Linked DNA regions of Ovis aries: regions 1 and 2 are each linked to region 3. Evidence: chromatin contacts called from public Hi-C data. All regions are on one chromosome and are shown on one strand. Each heading gives the region's core, a stretch centred on a gene start, on an enhancer-like site or on the middle of the called end of the contact. The rest is flanking DNA. Distances are from core to core; before and after follow the strand shown.

Region 1 (3,218 bases), core at 320-2,819, 260 kb after region 3:
GACCCAGCCTTGAGCACCCGCCCCCCTGAGAGAGAACGGACTACCAAGCAGCTGGAGAGATAGTAAGAGCCTGTGTAGAGAGGACGGAAACCTCACCCTGGACTGCCAAGTAAGGCAAATGTCACCCTGATGTCACCCTCCTACCGCCCACACCTAAGCTCTGGGAGGAGAGACAGCCACAAGGAAACCAGCAGAGACTGCAGTCACAGGTACACCGGCCGGGAGGGGAGGAGAGCTACGGCGGGAATCGGAGAGAGACGTTATAGAATAAACCAGGGTGAAGCCCAGTTCTGGAGTGAAACTGCTAATAACCAGCAGGAAATGAAAAACTGGATAATTTGGCCTGAAGGTCATCAAGGAAGCTGTTCCCATGGAGCTTTGGAAAGACCCAGATAACAATGGTTGGGAGCCAATTCTGAAACAATATGTATTTTCATTCTGATGCCCTAAACTGACACTTCCCACTAAGCTCCTTCCAACTTATTTAACATTATTACTGTGTGTCTGGTACTAGATCTGTGATAAACTGGGAGATTGGGATTGACATATACACACTTACTATGTATTAAGTGGACAACTAATGAGAACCTCACCCAGGGGGAAAAAATAAAGACAGCTAGAGTTATCATATTTGAGGAGCCTACATATTTATGGTGGAGAGCCAGGCATATAAACCGAAAATTTTAATACTCTACAACCAGGTTTATATGAGGTTCGGCAGAGACACAAGAATATTTATACCAAATAGACTTTTCTATGTTTCAGTTTCCTCATCTATAAAACAGGAATAATAACAGCATCTACTTATAGGACAGCTGGTTGGATAAAGAGAGCTGTTTTATGTAGAAAAGTACCTGGCACAGAGTAAGCTGAACACTTTTCCTAGTATTCAATATTTCTAGCTGTGGTTATTTTTGCTACTTGTATATTGAATTAGCAAGGCACTGTTCTAAGCATGTGAAATGGTTGATTATCTCAACAATTCTATGGAATAGGCACTACTTATTAGCCCCCGTTTATAGACAGAACTGAAGTACTGGAGGATGAGCAGCTTGGCCAGAGACACACATTGAAACTGGCATTCAGACCTGGGCTGTCTAAATCCAGAGCGCACGCTCACTTCGCTGGGCACTTCCGGGAACGCAGAGGCGAAAGCCCTTTTTTCCAAAACAGCAACCGATAAAATATAAGTCCTAAAATAACTTGCAACAAAAAAAGAAGTCTGGCTCTGGACTTTTTGAAAACACTCGCACACATTTTTCAATCCAATTTTAAATTTGAAAAGGCAGAAATCATGGTGGAGTCCTGGATGTGAAGACATGAATTCACTGAGTGATGTGGCTGGGGTCCCTCCTGGTGCCCCTGCCATCAATCCCACCTCTGGCTCTGCTTGGGGAAGCGGTGTCCTGCCCCTCAGCCTGCTTCTACTTGAGTGCCATTCCCTCCAAAGGGGAATTCAGGTCCTCGAAGTGTAGCCTGGACGAGCTATGTTGCTCTCAGTGTTTATGTAACCATCCCAGCTCCAAGAGGAGAGATGCCAGTACTGGGAAATGACGGGCTTGCAGGCCTGTCGCTGGGGAGAGAAAACATGGATAAGAGCTCCATCTGCCTGTGGAGTCCAAACTTGTCTGAAAGCCCAAGAAAGCACCATGAAAAGAAATCAACAGGCCAAACCCCCTAGCACCCCCATTCAAAACATCCTTTTTTTATTAAATAGACGGAATTTGGCTGCCCCCAAACTGAGCATGACTGTGAAGTTGTAAATGACATCATCTCATCTGGATAGCATTTTGTTAAAATGGAGAGGCTCCTATAAAGTTCCCAGCCACAAAACCCACTCCTCCAACATGTTCTTTAATCAAGAACAGTAAAAAAGAAGAGTTCAACTTAAGAAGTAATTTTTTTAAAGAAATTCATTAACCCATGCTATGCATCAGGATTCCAGATATCAAAATCTTGCTTCTCTTTTACACTCTAAATTATGAGCTCATGTCTGCTGTTCCCATGGTGGGGGTTGGTAGTCCCAGCTTTTAATTCTAGGGCCTTTCATCAATCCTAAAATTAACATTCTTTCCATTTTTTATATCTTTGAATTCAGGCTGCATCTTAACAATCCATGGCATCTTAGATATAATAAAACACAGACATGATTGAAGCACATGTAGCCCATCAATTCTACTTTTAAATTCCTCCCTGGTCAGCCCCTCCTCTCCTCCTCTATTGCCTTCCCCCAACTAGGGCCCTCAGCATCGCTTGCCTGGAAGTTTACAAGAGGTGCTTAGCCTGTCTCCCCATCTCCAGACTGAACCCCCCCCAACATACCCACTTTGCTGCCCGAGAGGTCTTTCTAGAACGCATTATCTAATCCCACCACTTCCCTGTTTATTCGTTGAATCTGGATAACAGGTCAATGAAGATTCTTTTTGCTGTTTTTTCTAATTTTGGGAAGGTGTCTTAGTCTCAGGCTGCCACAACAAAATAAAACAGACTGGGGCCTTTAACAACAAAAATTTATTTTTTGACAGTTCCAGAGGCTGGAGGGTCCCAGATCAAGGTCGAACAGGGTCCAGTTTCTGATAAGAGCTCTCTTAGACCTGCAAACATCCATTTTTTTTGCTGTGGCCTCACATGATGGACAGCTGACCTCATTTAATCTTAATTTCCTTCTAAAGACCCTATCTCCGAATACAGTCACTTTGGGAGTTACAGCTTCAACATGTGAATTTTAGGAGGGAACACAATTCAGTCCATAGGAGCATATTTTAAAACATACATAATAAAATGTATAATTACATCAATGCTGCTGCTGCTGCTGCTAAGTCGCTTCAGTTGTGTCCGACTCTGGATGCCCCAAACTATTACAATAGCTACCTCAGGATGGGTGGTGGGGGAAAGGGGGACTGATTTGGATGGACCCAGAAGAAAGTAGTGAAAGAGGACTTTCTGTCTTTAACTGTAAAATTATTCTTGCTTGTTCCAAAGTATGGCAAGAGTTACATTTGTCATTTTTATAATAATTTTTCACATTATTCTGAAGCTTCCCATTAACACTAATCTAACCCCCAAGCTCAGTGCCATGGCAGCAGGGCTGGTGAAAATACAGTCCATGCATCCCCGAAAGCCACATTCAGAGACATACGTACCTTCTGCCCCAGGTCCTCAAAATTACAGGCAGCTCCCTAAACTAGCCATCTCTTTCATGCCTCTGTTGCAAATTC
Region 2 (3,107 bases), core at 52-2,551, 420 kb after region 3:
GGGGCATGTTTTGTATTGCAGTTCTCATACTGGTGCCAGGTTTTCCCACAGTGAAAAATATTTTCTGATTTTTATTGAAACTAGTATAACATTTAAAAATACATTACTTTTGCTTATTTCACCTTTATATTATTAGACAATTACAGTGGTTTCTTGTACGTAGTATACATGTCAATAAATTGAATTCCAGGAGAGTAATGTTAAATTTTTGTTTTGTTGCATACATGGTGTGGACTATGGCAGAATTGAATGCCTACTTTTACAAGATTAATCTTTGCTTGCTTCTGCTTCCACAAGTTCTGGGGTTCTAAGACGAACCGTATAAGTAAAAAGAAGCTGGTGTACATTGATTTCAACCATCAAGCTTTCGCTTTAAGCAACTGCATGTTTTGGGATTAATGTGGCTCAGCGGAGCGCTGCTGTCAAAGCACAGAGGGTCCAGGACTTGGGTGGCGGCGGGGAATGAACACTAAGCTACCAGAGAATTCTCACACGTCCTGGTCCGTGAATCTGAGCCGACTAGCTTGAGGGTGAGCCGTTTCTCTTTGCTTTGGTCTGTACTTTTCTCCATTTTAAAAACGATGTGGGGGGCGGAGGGAAGGAAGGAGGTGGGGAGGGGCCATTTTCCCCAAAGCCTGGGTCCCTCGCTGCGGGGCTGGTTCCCATTGAAGCTGTCGGGATTTGACGACCACAGCTTGAAAAGAAAGCCCTTCAGAAGAGTGACTCGTGAGAAGGCAAAGGAGGGCTTTCGAGAGCAGAGGGTGGCTTGGTCTTGAACGGCAGTTCCAAGTGAGGTTGAACCGAACTTTCGGTGTCCGACGGCGGAGGGGCGGCTTTTGGCCGAATTGGAGGCAAGTGGAGGCGGGGCGGCAATTGACAGGAGGTGGGGCTTCGGGCTAGAACCAAGAAAGGTCTCAGGAAGGCGGGGCTTCTATTGACAGTGGGTGGGGCTCCCGCTGAAAGGGGCGGGGCTTGGGGTAATATTGCCACCAAATGGAGCTCTTGATGACAAGGGGCGTTTCTCGCGATCCAGCGGTGACACTAGGAAGGCGGAGCGCCCAGGGGGCGGGGCCACAACTGGCAGAAGGCGAGGTGCCTTCTGGATTGACCTGAATGAAGACCAGGCTTCTGCCAATAGCAGGCGGAGCTATCACCGGCAAGGGGGCGGGGCCGCTTCAAGACCTGGGGAAGGCGGGGCTTCTGTTGACAGAGGGTGGAGCTTCCGTAGACGGGGGCGGGGCTTCTGTTGACAGAGGGGCGGGGCGGCTCCCTACCTCCAGCCGTGCGCCAATCCTGGGGGCAGAGACCCGGGTAGAACCCCAGGGGAGCAGCAGGGTCCCAGGGTAGGGACCCAGGCGCGGAGCGGGGTGGGGGCGCGCGGAGGGTGCGCGCGCGGGAGGGCCCCGCCTCGGCCGGCTCTTCCCCTCCCCCTCCCGCCCCCGGTCGGCTGCTGGGGCGCGCGCCTCGCCTCGCACCCCCACCCCCGACTCTCTGCGCTCCGCCGGGTCCGCCGCGCTGCCGAAGCCGTGAGCCGGCCCACCGAGCGGTTCCGGGTATAGGGTTCACAGGTCAGAGTTGACTCCCTGAAAAGTGCAGCCGGTTTGAAATGCAAGATGGCGGCGGCGGGGCTCTGAGAGGCGCGGCGGCTCCTGCAGGTAGCGGCCCGAGCGGGCTCCGCGACGAGCGGCCCAGGGAGTCCGGGGCTACGGGTGGGAACCAGCAGCGAAGAGCTCGCGGCCGGCGAGGCGGGCCGGGAAGGCGAGCGGCACGCGGGCAGGACGGAGGAGGGCGGCCCCGGGGCAGAGCCCCCGGGGGGCTGAGCGCGCTCAGCGCGGCGGATGGCAGGACGGACCAGCGCGGGGCGTCCGAGGGGCAAGGACCGGGCCTGCCTGGGCCGGGATCGCCGTCGGGGGACAGACCCCGAGCTTCCTTTGCGTTCTCGGGGTCTTTGCGGCCGTGGAAGGAGCTGGGGGTGGGCTCTGTAAGGAAAAATCTCAGCCCGCCTGCCTACGAGAGGACTGAGCAACTTGGGATTGAGTGAGAACGGGGTCTCCTTAGAAGAGGGGCAGGCGCCGCAGGAATGGACCACGCCAGCAGTGTTGAGGATCCTAGGGGAGGGAGATCGGGAGTCCTGACCTGCTGGGGCATGTGGCCTCGTAGGGACTCATTCTCCCTGAGAGAAGAGATTCTCTTGCTGGAGCTGAGCGCACTGGCATTGGGGTTGGAGCAAAAAAAAACCCTTCGGGGAGAGACTGTACCCCACTTCAGGGAAGGCTGGGCATCCATTTCAGGGCAAGACTCAGAGTTGAGTCCTTAGCTATATTATGTTTTGAAGAAGCCCTGGGACTTAAGGAGAAGTTGATGAAAGAGAATGGAAATGTTATCCGTCCCTTTCAGGAGGGAGACTGGGAAGCTGACCAGGGACTGCTGCGAGCCTTAGGGCCTGAAGGGAACAAGCTCCTGACCTTTGCGGCGAATGAGAGGCTAGGAAAGAGCTCCGAGAGGAAGGGGGTCAAATGGCAGGAAAGAAGAGCCCTGGTGGATGCCCTTTCCCTGTGTATTTACACCAAAGTTCTAGAGAAAGGGACTTAAAATTCTTTGTTCCAATACATCCCTCCCCATCTCTCTGTGGGTAACAGGGAAAAGCAGAACCCCGAGAAGAAAAAGGTTCCATTGCATATCCTTAGTTTAGATTAGGGAAGGATCAAACTCTCTGGCAGGGCTTCAGTGAGAGATTCGGGATAGGAGGATTAAGAAGCGGGAAAGGGGATGGATAGAGGAGGGATGTGGGGAAGAGATTGGGCAGAGCGGGAATGCCACTGCGCTTTTCTGTCGTCTCACTCCAGCTGTAAAGAAAAACATGAGAAGGGGCTCATCTTTGCTGGGAGAAAACATGTCTGGAACACTACTGATAGAGAATTTGTATGTAACATGTTTAAGTTGGGATTCCATGTAACGTGAAAGGAAGAGGCAGTTCTTTTGGAGAGTGAGTGTTTATCTGAAAAGGGAAAACCAGGATTGAGAAACAGAGTGGTTCCCAGTGAGGGAGGGAGAAGCAGCTTCATCCCAGGAACAGTGACTGTTTTGTTGGGTTGGAGTGTTTGTGT
Region 3 (3,122 bases), core at 548-3,047:
TCCATCTCTTGTCTATCAAGCTACATTTATTTTTGTGAAAGGAAGAGTAAACATGGAAACAAAGGCTTACTGGTTCTTCCAGTTGTCTTGCCATATGCCACAAAACTCTAAAGACAGAAAGTGTCCATCAAGGCCCTCATTCAAGCTTAACAAGAGAAGCTGATTCCTCCAGCTTTAGAGCTTTCTTCTTCCTGTTCAAGATTAATGTCACAAGGGCGGCCACTGCCACCCAAGGATTCGGAGTTCCTTAAATTTATCTTTCCACTTGTGTTTTTGATATCTTGAAGTGAAAGCATTTTCTCTGCCACATGATACACTGCCAGAACCTTAAATTATTCATTGCCTGGAACTAAGACCCCAAGCTGAGAGCTGCGGCAAAGTAACAATCTGTATACCATCACCACCACCATCTCAAACCCTCCAAATATGCCAGTGTTCAGGACCAATGGAAAATAGAATTTCACTCCCAACCAAGTAACGCGGTGGGAACTTGAAGGTCAACCACTGGCCAGAGAAAAACAGTGCTTTCTATACAGCACTCATCACTCCCTTCATAAGTTTCACCACCACTCCCCGTATCATGTATTTACTCATTTGTTTACTGTCTTTCTTTTCTAAAATGTAAGCTCCATGAAGACAGGGCTTTCCTTGTGTTGACTGCTGCAAATTACCCACACCTCAAACAAGGCATAGTACACAGCAGGTGTTCAACAGATATCCGCAAAACTGAGTAAAAATGACTCTCAAGCATTTGAGAACTACTTCTGAGGGAAAAAAAAGACCAAACCTCCTTGTCACTCTCTTGTTGCAACATCTCTAATAAACCCACCTGTCGGGAGGCTAAACAAAACAAAGCCCAACAAAACAAAGTAGGAAAACTCTGCAAAATCCGGCCCTGACAGCTCCCACCCCCAAACCCTAACCAAGCCCCACCTCCAGATTGTGAAAGCACGCTTTCGCTCATCTAAGCTTTTCAAAATGACTTTCTCTCTCGTTGGAAAATCTTTAATGCCCCTCTTTTCTAGCTATCTCTTATTTGTCTTTTAAAACCCATTTTAAATAGCTCTCTTACACATTCTCCTGATGCTCCATTGCCAGTTTCTGAGTCCCTCCTCTGTGCGCGCCCCTACACTATGATGCTGGTTCGTGTGAGCAGCTATCAGCCTGTAACGCAGTCATTTGTTTCTCGGCCCTTTGCCACCATCCCCAAGTTCTGAAGATCAGGAGCTGTGTTTCAAATTTGTTTCGAAGATGTCTAGCCTAGTGCCTGGTGAAACGAAGACCGAGTGCGAAGGCGCCAGGCGAATCCTGTGGTTTCCATCCCATTTCGCAACAGCCCCATCCTGCCCCTCTGGCCCCAGGGCCCCCCCCTCCCCAGCGGGTTTGGGATCGGTTAAATCCAGACCCTTAGCGGGGGCAAGGCCGGGAGTGAGCCCAGAGGCGCGCGAGCAGGTGGCAGCGGGGCTGGACCAGGTCCGCAGCTTCCGTACCTGCCTCACGTTGGCCGGCAGCTTGCTCCAGGGGTAGTTGTGCCGGATGTGGAACTCCACGTCTATGTTCATGATGCCAGGAGCCTGGCGGGGCGGCAGCGGCCGGGATCGCCGCTGGAACGACGCCTCCCGCCTGCCCGCCCTCGGCCCGTCCAGGGAGCCCGCGGGAGGCCCCGCGCCTCACACTGAGGACGGCCCGGGCTGCCCCATGGCCTGGGCTCCCGACAGCTCGGCGCGGCCCGGGCCACGGGGCACGGGAGCAGCGGAGAGGGGCTGCCGGACACCTCGGCGGCTCCAAGTTTCTTCCTAGTTTCGGGCTGGCCGGAAATGGCTTAGGGTGTGCGTCACTTCCGCTCGCCGGAGCAGGGCCGAGGGGCGGGGCCGGGGCTGGCCTGCTGCTCAGGTCCCTGCATGCGAGTGGACCAGGCAGGTGGAGCCGGTGGTACCCGGATAGTGACTCCCTGTCCGCGCGCCCCGTATCCCTCTGTCAGTCTCTGGATAAATCAATTGGGTTTGTAGTGCCAGTGCTGGATGACCCACTTTCCCCAAATGTGAGCCCGGATGGCCCTGGAGCAGGCGGCTACAGACATTTGGGTGGGATACCTAGAAGGAATGACTTGGGATGGGGGCCATAGTCGATTTTAAAAAGTGCAAGAGCGGTGAGGTTCCCGGGGGCCCCCCAACAGCCAGCCCTGAACCGAGGCCAGGGGGAAGGGGTCCAAGCTCATAAAGGAATGGGTAAGTCAGCTGTCGCCACAGTGGAGTGGTAGAGCAAAGGGCTAGTGATCCTTCATCTCCACCTGGTAGTTGCATCTTGTGCAAGAGAAACAACTGGGCTCTCCTTCAAAGGTCCAAATGCTCGTTTTGCTTTGTGGACTGCCCTGCAGCTTGCAGGATCTTAGTTCCCCAACCAGGGATTGAACCTGGGTCCTCAGCAGTGAATGGCAGAGTCCTAACCACTGGACCACCAAGCAGTTCCCACAAAGGTCCAGATCAGGACTTCAGGGAACTGAATGTTAGACAGCTGGTGCTGATGTGGGAGAGGCCCGGAGGGAATCTAAGATAAACATTCTTGCATACAGCTGCTCTGCTCCTTACAAATGTCTCCAGAGTCACTTTTAAAAGGCAAAAATTCAGCCTATCTTAATTTCAGTTCTATTAGGAAGATCTTTGCGAACACTTTCATCCAGAATTTGTTACAGTGGCTTAGCAAATTCATGACCTTTGCTACTGGCAAGTAGCCACAGACCAGTTCAGTATTTTTGTGACTACATTTCAGTTTTAAACAATGGTTTTAAAAAATATTCTATTACACACATGCCAGATATACAACTTGGAAAGTTTTATGATGCCTAGGGCACAGCTCAGCAGCTGGCCAGTCCAACACATAGCAGGGACCTCATTATGTCTGATGAGTTGAAACAAATGGGCTTCCCAGGTGGCATAGTGGTAAACAATCAGCCTGCCAATGCAGGAGATGCAGGAGACACAGGTTCCATCCTTGAGTCAGGAAGATCCCCTGGAGGAGGAAGTAGCAACCCACCCCAGTATTCTTGCCTGGGGAATACTATGGACAGAGAAGACTGGCGGGCTGCAGCCCATAGGGTCACAAAGAGTCGAGAGTCGGACATG

What was found. Hi-C and Micro-C count contacts between places; a contact is called where the count stands out from the background.
Region 1: a contact with region 3 is called in a Hi-C map of muscle, with 5 times the contacts expected there. The contact joins the enhancer-like site here to the promoter of FAM91A1 in region 3. A contact is called at or near these places in 6 of 16 Hi-C or Micro-C datasets (hypothalamus, liver, muscle and 2 more).
Region 2: a contact with region 3 is called in a Hi-C map of liver, with 2.8 times the contacts expected there. The contact joins the promoter of ZHX1 here to the promoter of FAM91A1 in region 3. A contact is called at or near these places in 2 of 16 Hi-C or Micro-C datasets (liver and skin fibroblasts).

Annotation. Positions count from the first base shown.
Region 1 is chr9:29,405,057-29,408,274 of ARS-UI_Ramb_v3.0, forward strand. No RefSeq gene overlaps it. Among named protein-coding and RNA genes, the nearest start is that of FBXO32, 51 kb to the left of the region's middle. Within about 2 kb of position 1,570, at least 21 of the 54 cell types and tissues checked have an H3K27ac peak or open chromatin away from gene starts, as enhancers often do. A contact at or near this core is called in liver, muscle and tail adipose tissue, where this site is marked.
Region 2 is chr9:29,563,734-29,566,840 of ARS-UI_Ramb_v3.0, forward strand. ZHX1 (zinc fingers and homeoboxes 1) reads left to right here and starts at 1,302. Exons shown (of 4, transcript XM_042254165.2): 1 at 1,302-1,568.
Region 3 is chr9:29,141,545-29,144,666 of ARS-UI_Ramb_v3.0, forward strand. FAM91A1 (family with sequence similarity 91 member A1) reads right to left here and starts at 1,798. Exons shown (of 23, transcript XM_060393671.1): 1 at 1,491-1,798. The coding sequence starts at 1,562.